Regions from separate parts of the Gasterosteus aculeatus genome. Here region 1 is linked to region 2. The links are chromatin contacts, called in public Hi-C maps. All regions are on one chromosome and are shown on one strand. The core of a region is the stretch at or near the end of the contact, and the rest is flanking DNA. Distances in the headings are between cores, read along the strand shown.

Evidence for each region. A called contact is a pair of places that touch in the nucleus more often than the background predicts.
Region 1: a Hi-C map of skeletal muscle shows a contact between it and region 2, with 9 times the contacts expected there. The contact joins the promoter of ss18l2 here to the enhancer-like site in region 2. A contact is called at or near these places in 3 of 6 Hi-C or Micro-C datasets (skeletal muscle and tail fin).

The regions. Positions count from the first base shown.
Region 1 is chr12:7,043,279-7,047,746 of fGasAcu3.hap1.1, forward strand. It overlaps ss18l2 (ss18, like 2), which reads left to right and starts at 3,126. Exons shown (of 4, transcript XM_040168051.2): 1 at 3,126-4,468.
Region 2 is chr12:6,871,280-6,875,657 of fGasAcu3.hap1.1, forward strand. It overlaps neto2a (neuropilin (NRP) and tolloid (TLL)-like 2a), which reads right to left. Exons shown (of 10, transcript XM_040169026.2): 2 at 3,126-3,182; 3 at 2,748-2,891; 4 at 366-614. Among protein-coding and RNA genes, the nearest start is that of neto2a, 4.6 kb to the right of the region's middle. Within about 2 kb of position 2,407, at least 2 of the 9 cell types and tissues checked have open chromatin away from gene starts, as enhancers often do.

The DNA.
Region 1 (4,468 bases), core at 1,876-4,375, 170 kb after region 2:
GGGGTTGAGACTCCGATGAGACGATAAATGAGCTCTGCCTCACTCCCAATGCATTCAAACCAACGTGCATGCCAGTGAGATCTGGCCTGTGTTGCTGAAATAAGTCTTCTTCAGCAAGAAAGAAAGGTTTAGAAGTTCAAGCTACTGAGAAAATTAATATGTGTTCATTTTGGTGGTAGTTTCCACTCACGAGTCCCCTTTAGAAAGCCCTAATTTGTGCATCCTCTTTGTTCTCCTGCCCCCCCCCCGAGCAATACGGCTTGGACCTCCAGCAGAAGCTGGATTACGAGCTAAGCGGTTCCTTGTGAACCTGCATCCTTTATATAGTTTTGTTTCAATGAGAGGCATTAACAATTGCTACATGGATAATATAGACGTTGTCAAAAAGATGAAACTGTGAGGACAATGCAGCTTCTAGTTGCTATGGCTACGACAAAAGGGCAGTTATCATGTTTGAAATCTACTTTCGTAGCCAATATTTGTTGATAATTAACTGTCCTTTGTTGATGTAGAATAAATTATTCTTTTTAATGGGTTTGAATAAGCCTTTAACCACAGCCAGCACATATTGCTGCTTCAATTTAGGAAATCATTTGTTTTTGCTCAATTGTCCTCCATCCCCGGATGAATGCAAAACTACAAGTTTTAAATACTTTGCCCCTTTAATGGGGCTCAATGGGGGTTGAATTGGATCATTTTGTAAAATGGACGACAATCTACAATTAGATATGTCAATTTCCCAATTCTTCAAACAATAGCAGAAATGCTCAGAAGCCTGCATTCTGTTTGCCACGATGCAGCTACAGTTCTACTGTCGTCGATGAATGGATGACTCCTTACAGAAATAACCCTTTCTTTGTTTTGCCCATAATCAATAGCCTCACATGGCGGAGTGGTTCTCTGACTAAAGGGCGCTAGGTGAGGGTTTGTCTGGACAATTGGGGAAAAAAAACAGGTGAGAATTGGCAAGAAGCCCAGCTGTTTGGCAGAAAAGAGCAACAAGGAGGGACACAAAGATCAGGGGCCTCAAAGGCCTCCCATGTTCTCTGCCAGGAATATGGAAATTAAATCAGCACCGATTTGATTTGATTTTGGGATCTAAATCCTTCAATGGAATGGATGGAGAAGAAAAGCGAAGTTTGCTTTGGCCTCTAGCAAGGGCAATAAGACTTGGATTGAAATGTTATGTTGATGGGTAAAGTAAGTGCAAATGTGGGAAAGCAGTTCTTTCTTTCTTTTTTTCCGCCACCACACATTTCTCTTTGAAGATAAACAATGACTCGGTATGCATCTCTGTAACGTCTCGTGCTAAAATACAGCAGGACAGCTGAGGCCGTAATCTGGGCGCATAATCCCTTGCAGTTATCTGGGTTTAAGACGTGCCAGACGGCCGGAATGTGGGATCATACGGACGCTCCGCAGGCCGCCTGTTAAAAGGCAAAGTGGTCTTGGTTGTTACGCTGGTGCAGGGACAGGCGGCCAAAGCCCCCTCGTCCTGTGCAGATGTGACCATTCTCTCCTTTCGGGTGGATGGACGGCTGTCTCACAATGTGGAAGCCTGTTTGCGCCACTTGGAAGAGAAAACAAAGGATCCATTTGATGGATTGAGACCACGGATCTTTTTCAGCATGGCCAGCTGGAGAGAAAATACCCGAAAACAGGCGGTTGATTCAGTTTAGTAAATGATATTCAACGACGTACCTCTCCGTTGGGCCCACGGGAACCGGCGGCCATCTTCTTCAAGATCTTAACGCACGAGGTCTTTGGTGGCGACGGCTTTGCATTTGCCGACTTTGCTGAAGGTGCCGGTGACGTTCTGCAGGTCCCTGAGCTGACTGTGCAGAACCGAACTACGCGGTGCAACGATCTCGGACGTGTGTAGGAGAAACGCACAGAATGTGAAAGAAAACTTTTGGACGGGTATCAAGATTTCCAGATCATTTAAATGAGGCATGAAAACGATAAGAAAAATTCTGCAACCAATGATCTCCAAGTACATTACTGATACTTGAGTATTTTATATACTCATTGTTCCAGGTCTGTTGCTCCCACACAACGGTACCTTTTTGGTTAAGATCAAGTTTATTTCAGCATTTCGAGTGTCTGAAACCAATTGAGTTATTGATCAAACCAGCTCGCTCACAAGGCCTCCAGTTGAGCGCCGGTACGCTCTCACAGGAACGTGGAGGCCCTTCAGCTGACTCTGTTTCTTTATCTTCCTCTGTCTGATCTTACAGCTTTCCTGGCGTTTATTAGAGCAAACGAATCAGTACTTATTTATACTTATTCAGTACTGTTGACTCTGCTGTTTCTAGGTTACAGTTTGCTGAACAAAAGCTTGCTTAGCCAAAAACTGCGTGAACTTCATCACAAAAAAAAGGAGCCGAAGAGTAGACGTGACACATTTCAACGTTCACAGTAGGATCCCGACTCTTCGTGTCTCTCTCTCACCTGTTTGTCTCTAAGCGACATGTTGTTGAGTCTAGTTCTTGCAACTTCCGAGCCCTTGAAGAGTAACGTGCGTCTGCGTCTCCTGTCTGAACACATGATACGGAGACGATCTCTGACTGAGCTCCTCCCTGATGTGCCCGCTGGGTTCTGCTCTTCTATTCTGTCAGTCACAACGATATCTGGATTCCAGAATATTCTAGTGTGATTGTGACAAATTAAAACGTTCCGGTAAAAATCCTCAGGCTGCTTTTTGACAGACAAAACCTGGACAGAAAGAAATTGTCAGGCGCTTAAGGCACTTAAGGCGCTTTGGGAGGTGGGGTTGTATTTCACACTTCACCATTGCCCGTTAAGAAGCAAAATCAATGTAATTAACTCCCTTTGAGTGGATTTAACAGCAAGTATGTAAAAAGCCTTTATTCCTTCCTGAGTTTATGGAATGATCACATCAAATGCTCATTTATCAATAAATTGAACGTTTATTTTAAAAATGTGTGGTATTGGTTAATTTACTAAAAGAAAAAAAATCTATTAAATCATCTAACCTTAAAAGTAAAAAATGTAGAAGTTAGTAGTTCCTATTTGTCATACGCTTGATCGAAAAATGCCGACTTCAAAAAGTCAGAATTTTCATTCTAAACAAATGTTGATAAGATTGTTTTGTCAAAACACCACCCAAGCACAAGGGAACTACACTGCCCTCCTGTGACCGAATAGGAACATTAAAACATTACACGGGTGCATTTGACTCTGCTTTGCAATGAAAATACACCATGATTTAATTTGAATTTTAAAAAATTCTAGACACAACAAAAATAAAACCGAACAAATGTTGGTAAATGCATTGAAAACAAATCTAAAGGTGAACGATGGAAACATAAGGATGAAAAAGATGCATTAAAATGTATTATTTAAAAATTGGTTTTGAAGCCCTATCGTGAGGCCTTCCGGGCCGTCTGTCAGAAGGTAGTCCACTACACGAGGATGAAGGAGGGCCGCAGGTTCACCAGCATGGACATCATCTGTCCAATAGGCCGAAATAATTAGTAAAATCTAGGAGATGATCAATTCAAGATGCAGTAACATTTTGTGGACCCTAACAGGCCTGAAGTGCTGCAAAGAGGGCTACAGCAAACTGACGTCTTTGAGTACGAAAACTAATACTGAATAGAAATCTAACTAGCTGCATAAGGCTTCTTTACAAAAGACTGTTCCATTATCAACACCTTTTCTCTTATGGAAGTTCAGTTACTGATGTGTACTTGCTAGCCAAACTTTTAAAGGGAAACCTGCCCAGTGGTGTCGTAACACCACAGGGGAGTAAATTCAATATATAGTACCAAATGTTTATGCAAAAAAGAATGACCTTTGAATGCTCCGCTCTCTCTGTAGATATCGTTTACAAGTGTACAGAACAATCGTCCCCATGGCTGGAGTAAAAAGAAAGAACGGAACTTCCTTTGTGTATTATTTGACATGCCTCTGGGTTCAAGGATACCAAACGAGTCCCATTAGGCCGAGTGATGGACGGCCCAAGGGGCCTACAGAAAACAAGCTGCTAATGGAGCAGATAATGACCCAGTGAAGCTGTAAAGAGCCGCCTGAGGGCATCAGACGTACATTTTGTCTTGTGGATACTCTTGTGTCCTTCAGCCATGCAGAGGATGTGATCCGTAGAACTCACCCAACTCAGTACATTTAGAGTACAATACAATCAAGTTCACCATGGCCATTGTTGAACTGTGACACGCCAGGGCTTCTTCAATGAGGTACTTTAGTTTGCCAACATTGATCCAAGTCATCAATCCGTTCTTCTTTCCAACTCATCCCGTGTTGACGTTGCAACATATCGCTCTACTTTACTGCACACACACACACACTAAAAATAGATACATCACTCGGTTGTCTGAGGGAAACGGTAAGATAAACATGATTTAACTGACATCAACTTCTCTCACAGGTGAGCCGCCATTTTGACAACCACTGATAAATATGAGGCCCTTTACTCACTGGAGAG
Region 2 (4,378 bases), core at 1,157-3,656:
GATCCACGCGGTAGAAATGGATAAGCAGGGAACACAAGATAAGATCCCATTAAGCCCGGCCAGATGAAGCAGAGAGGGGTCTCTCTGAAGCTAATATCTGTCGCCTGATGCCAGACACCGATTTTTTGTCTCGGCATATTGGGCTTAGATTGAGGAGGTTCTGATGTCTGCTGCAGAGCACGACAAGTACAGGATATTTCTGGAGGTAAGCGGATTCTCCACTATATTTGGAGGGATTTTCAAAAAAGATATGAACCAGATTCCGTTATTTACACATTTAACCCTGAAATACAATTAAAGAATTTAGGATTGCGCTGTGGAATTAGAGTATGTAAACTGCCATGAAGCAATGTGGGTGTCCCTACCTGCAATGAAGGTGTACTTGATGCGGAAGCCAAGGCCTTCGAGCTCCTCGTCGCTGGTGAACTTGATCCACATGAAGCGCCCCGTCGATGTAACCAGGCCCGGGTTCTTTCCCCCACAGAAGCGGTCAATGAGCGGCGAGAACCCAAATGGCCCGTCGCGGATTTCGATGTGGTCGAAGCGGCACTCGAATGATGGCTCGATGTAGTAATTCTTATCAAACGCCAGCTGAATCCTTTGTCTAGGCAGAGCTTTGGAGGACAAGAGAGTGGAGAGAGAAAGGAAACAAAAGGGCTAAATCCACGACAGGAATAAAATTAAATCTGGCTTCTGCGGGACAAAGAAAAATCTGGATGGTTTCTGAGTGCATAAAGTAAGTCAGATATGAGTTAATCTGGATTTTGAAGTTGAGCAGCTGGGATTGTTACCTTCTGCTCGCGGTGTGGAAAGAAAAACTTTTACCTGCATTGCAGGTAAGCAAAGCTCTTTTCTAACATGAAATTCAACATTGCTGATCTTATTCTGTTCAGCTGAAGAACAATACTGAGCTAATAATTATTACCACACAGGAAGGAGGGCGTTTGTCCTGCATCAATGCTTCTTGCCATTGAAATGACTAATGACCATTTGAGCACCGGGGACACTTGACCCACTTCACATGTTCAGCGTGTTGGATAACTGCCAGGTAAGATTTGTAAGAAGCCCCCAGTAGATGCAGATGTTTACCCTAATTAGATCACCGGGACTTTGTCTATACTTTTGGTTTACAAATGCGTTTTGACAGCATGATCAGCACATCTATTCATCTATTCATTTTGCATGCATAACACATGAGAGCAGAGAACAAGAGAAACACTATCATCTTCTTTACATTTATTACCAACACAACGGTACACATCATGCATAGATGCATAGATGCATACAGAAGTATGTATGCACCCACATGTACACAAGACACCGTCTGACATGTCAGTACTACTATCTCTGAGTGAGTGAGAACAATGCAGGAACAGCAGTTCACAAGTTCGCCTGTTTTCATGCACTGCATGAATAACATCTGCCCCACGCACAGAGGAGGTATTTAACCAGGGCAATTCATGCCTGCCTTAGGGGACGAATGCTACTTAATAAAGATGCTGAGGGAGCGGGGCTCTGAATCATCTCTGGCATGGAGAAACGGAACATACCCCGATGGAGAAAAGAAACAGGGCAGCACATGTGTACGCTTCAGTGTGCCGCTGGATTTCTTTCCCTGTTCTTGTCTTTGAATTCGAGCCCGAGTGTTTTACCTTTCTGCTTGAGCGAGCGGCTCGTACGTCTGCACTTCCTGCTATCAGTGTGCTCATTCCCTGGTGCACTGAGTCTCATTCTGCAGATAACTTTCTATCTCCCTTACACACACACACATACAACACACACACACACTCACACACATGACACCGCTTGATACCGAATGAGCAGAACCGTCAATCACTGAATCTATTGAGCTGATGAGCCGGTGCACGTGAAACGACCGATGAGTTTCACTAACCGCTAATTATGATTAAAGAGCTATTTGATTAGCGCTTGTGCCAAAACGTGAGCATCTCTCTGTGTGTATGAAACATGAGAGGCTGAAGCTCGGATATGCGATTCAGAACACATAATGGCAAATGATAGGTTCCTTCTGTCGCCTTGCAGACCTGGAATCGGAGTCCCAGCTTATCCATCAGCGACACGTCTGGGATTGATTTGTCCACAGGGGGAGCCCTTGAGCCACGTGTGAAATCTCTCCTCAACACCAGTAAGCCAGTACAAGTACACACATCTCATGAGCAGGTGTACTTTAACTTCACGGACAGTTCGTCACTTTGGTGTGAAAACCAATCAAACCAATATCCCAGACCTCATGTCATGTAGCTGCAAATGATGCAACATGCATTGTGTCTCCTAAACACTAAAGCGCTGACAGCTGACAAGGACGCCGACAATTCAGCGACACGCAACCGAAGCGCTGCTTTGCAGCAGATGTTCATCTGCTTCATGTTTCATTCAATAGCTGGGGCTGCTTGCACAGCCTGCCAATGGAAATGAATGCAGCACTGCAGTGATTAGGTCAAAAGTCAGGAGCCACCCACAATGCGCCACTTTTCATCATTTTCAAAGGGTTATATCTGTAGGGGCAAACAAAATCAGCGTGGCTCATTGGAAAAAAAAATGTCAAGCTGATCGCTCGCCAGCGAAAGGAACAGAAAATCAGAGAGGGGCGAGGTTATCTAAAACAATGTCACTCAGACTAATGACGCTCAGTGAAGGAGGCAATAAGCAGAAAGGCGGGAAACTGTGTCAGCTTGTTCGGAGGAAAACGGCTGTTGAGCAGAAGACGAAGTGGAGCAATGCGTTACCTTCCAGGATATAAACACACTCCTTGTTGGGCGGGTAGGTGGTGGGGTAGTTCGGCGAAGTGAACACCCCACCGTTGATGTTGCGGACCCACGTGCCACAGTCGTTCTGGCTGGGGCTCTGGCCGCCATGTTCGCCCGGGGAGTCTTGAAGCAAAAGGGCAGAGAACAAACGGACAGATGGGTTATTGAGCCGAGGGATCAATGAGAGAACGTTTGGTAGGAAGAGCGGGGAGGGGGTTGGCGGGCACGACAGAGAGAGAGAAAGGGAAGAAGCAGGCGGGGAATAAAGAGAGAATTAAGTCGTGTGATTCAAGTGGAGATAATGCCCCGGGTGGGACAACACTAATGGAATGGAAGAGCGTTTGAGCTGTGGCTGACCTTTGGTTCTCTGTGCCAGAGCAAAAGCCTCTTCCATCACAAAGAAGAATATCCACGCTGCAAAACAGAGGTGCAACACATTAGTCACATGTGACGTTCTGCATTCGTATCGTTGCGTTCGGGAAATCAAAGCGCTGGGAATCCATTAGACAGCCAAAAGGTACGTGTGCCACCGGCTGCAAGGAGCGTATACATCTATAACATTTAGGAGTGAAACATGGTATTGCTCAGACGATGAGGTATAATAATAATACAGCACGCATGTCTTTGTAATACTAGTGTAGACTTGATTAATAATGTCATTGTCACCCCAAAGGTTAAATAGGATTGACGATAATTCATACAGTCTTTTAATGTCATACAGTCTTACGTGTAGCTGCTGGGAAACTACAGGGACACTTGAAATAGTAACAGCTTTCAGTGTGAGCGAATACAGAAATAGTACTACTGCTTCTGCTAGTAGATATAGCAGGATTATTAGGAGTAGTCAAAGCGTTAAATGTAATAGACCAGCAGCTGTGCAGAGGGAATTGGCTCTCCGTAATAACAGTAATAGTAGCAGAGTGGCAAAGAGTAGTTCATTAAATAGTGGTAATATATATATCTACGCAAGTACATCCCTAATGTATATATATATATATATATATTAGGGATCTATGTGTATAGTTATATTGGATAGTCGGTAAATGTGTATACTTACATCCGTTCTACTTTTTGTTTTTCTTGTTTATTGGTGCGGAGAACAAAGTGGAAACCGGAGTCAAATTCCAAGTGTGCGTGTACGCGTACGTGACCAGTAAAGCCAATTCTGATTCTGATTAAAGACCAGTTTTAAAACCATCACCTCTCATCAAAACCACAGGACCCCCCACCTGCTAATCTGCAGTCTCCAGGCACCGGTAACAGGACGCATTAGCAGAAAAAACAGGATTACAGGCTCCGAAGCTCACAGCACCGACGAGGAGACGGTCATTTGGGCAGAGCACGCATGGCTACAGACAGTAGGTGAAATATGTTTTATTCCAACGGTGTGTCCCGGCACGGCTCCCTGACACTGTCTCGCTCTGATAAGCCACTGTAGACCCCCGTCCCCTCTGACTTCATAATAGGTTGGCCCGCTCACATCGAATTAGAGAGCGAGCCCGGCACGTTGCATAATGGCACCCAGGAAGGAGGGATGAAAGAGGAAGAGATGGAGAGAGAGAGAGAGCAGGAAGGAGATGGAGGAGGAAGGAGAGAGAGAGGTGTGGGGG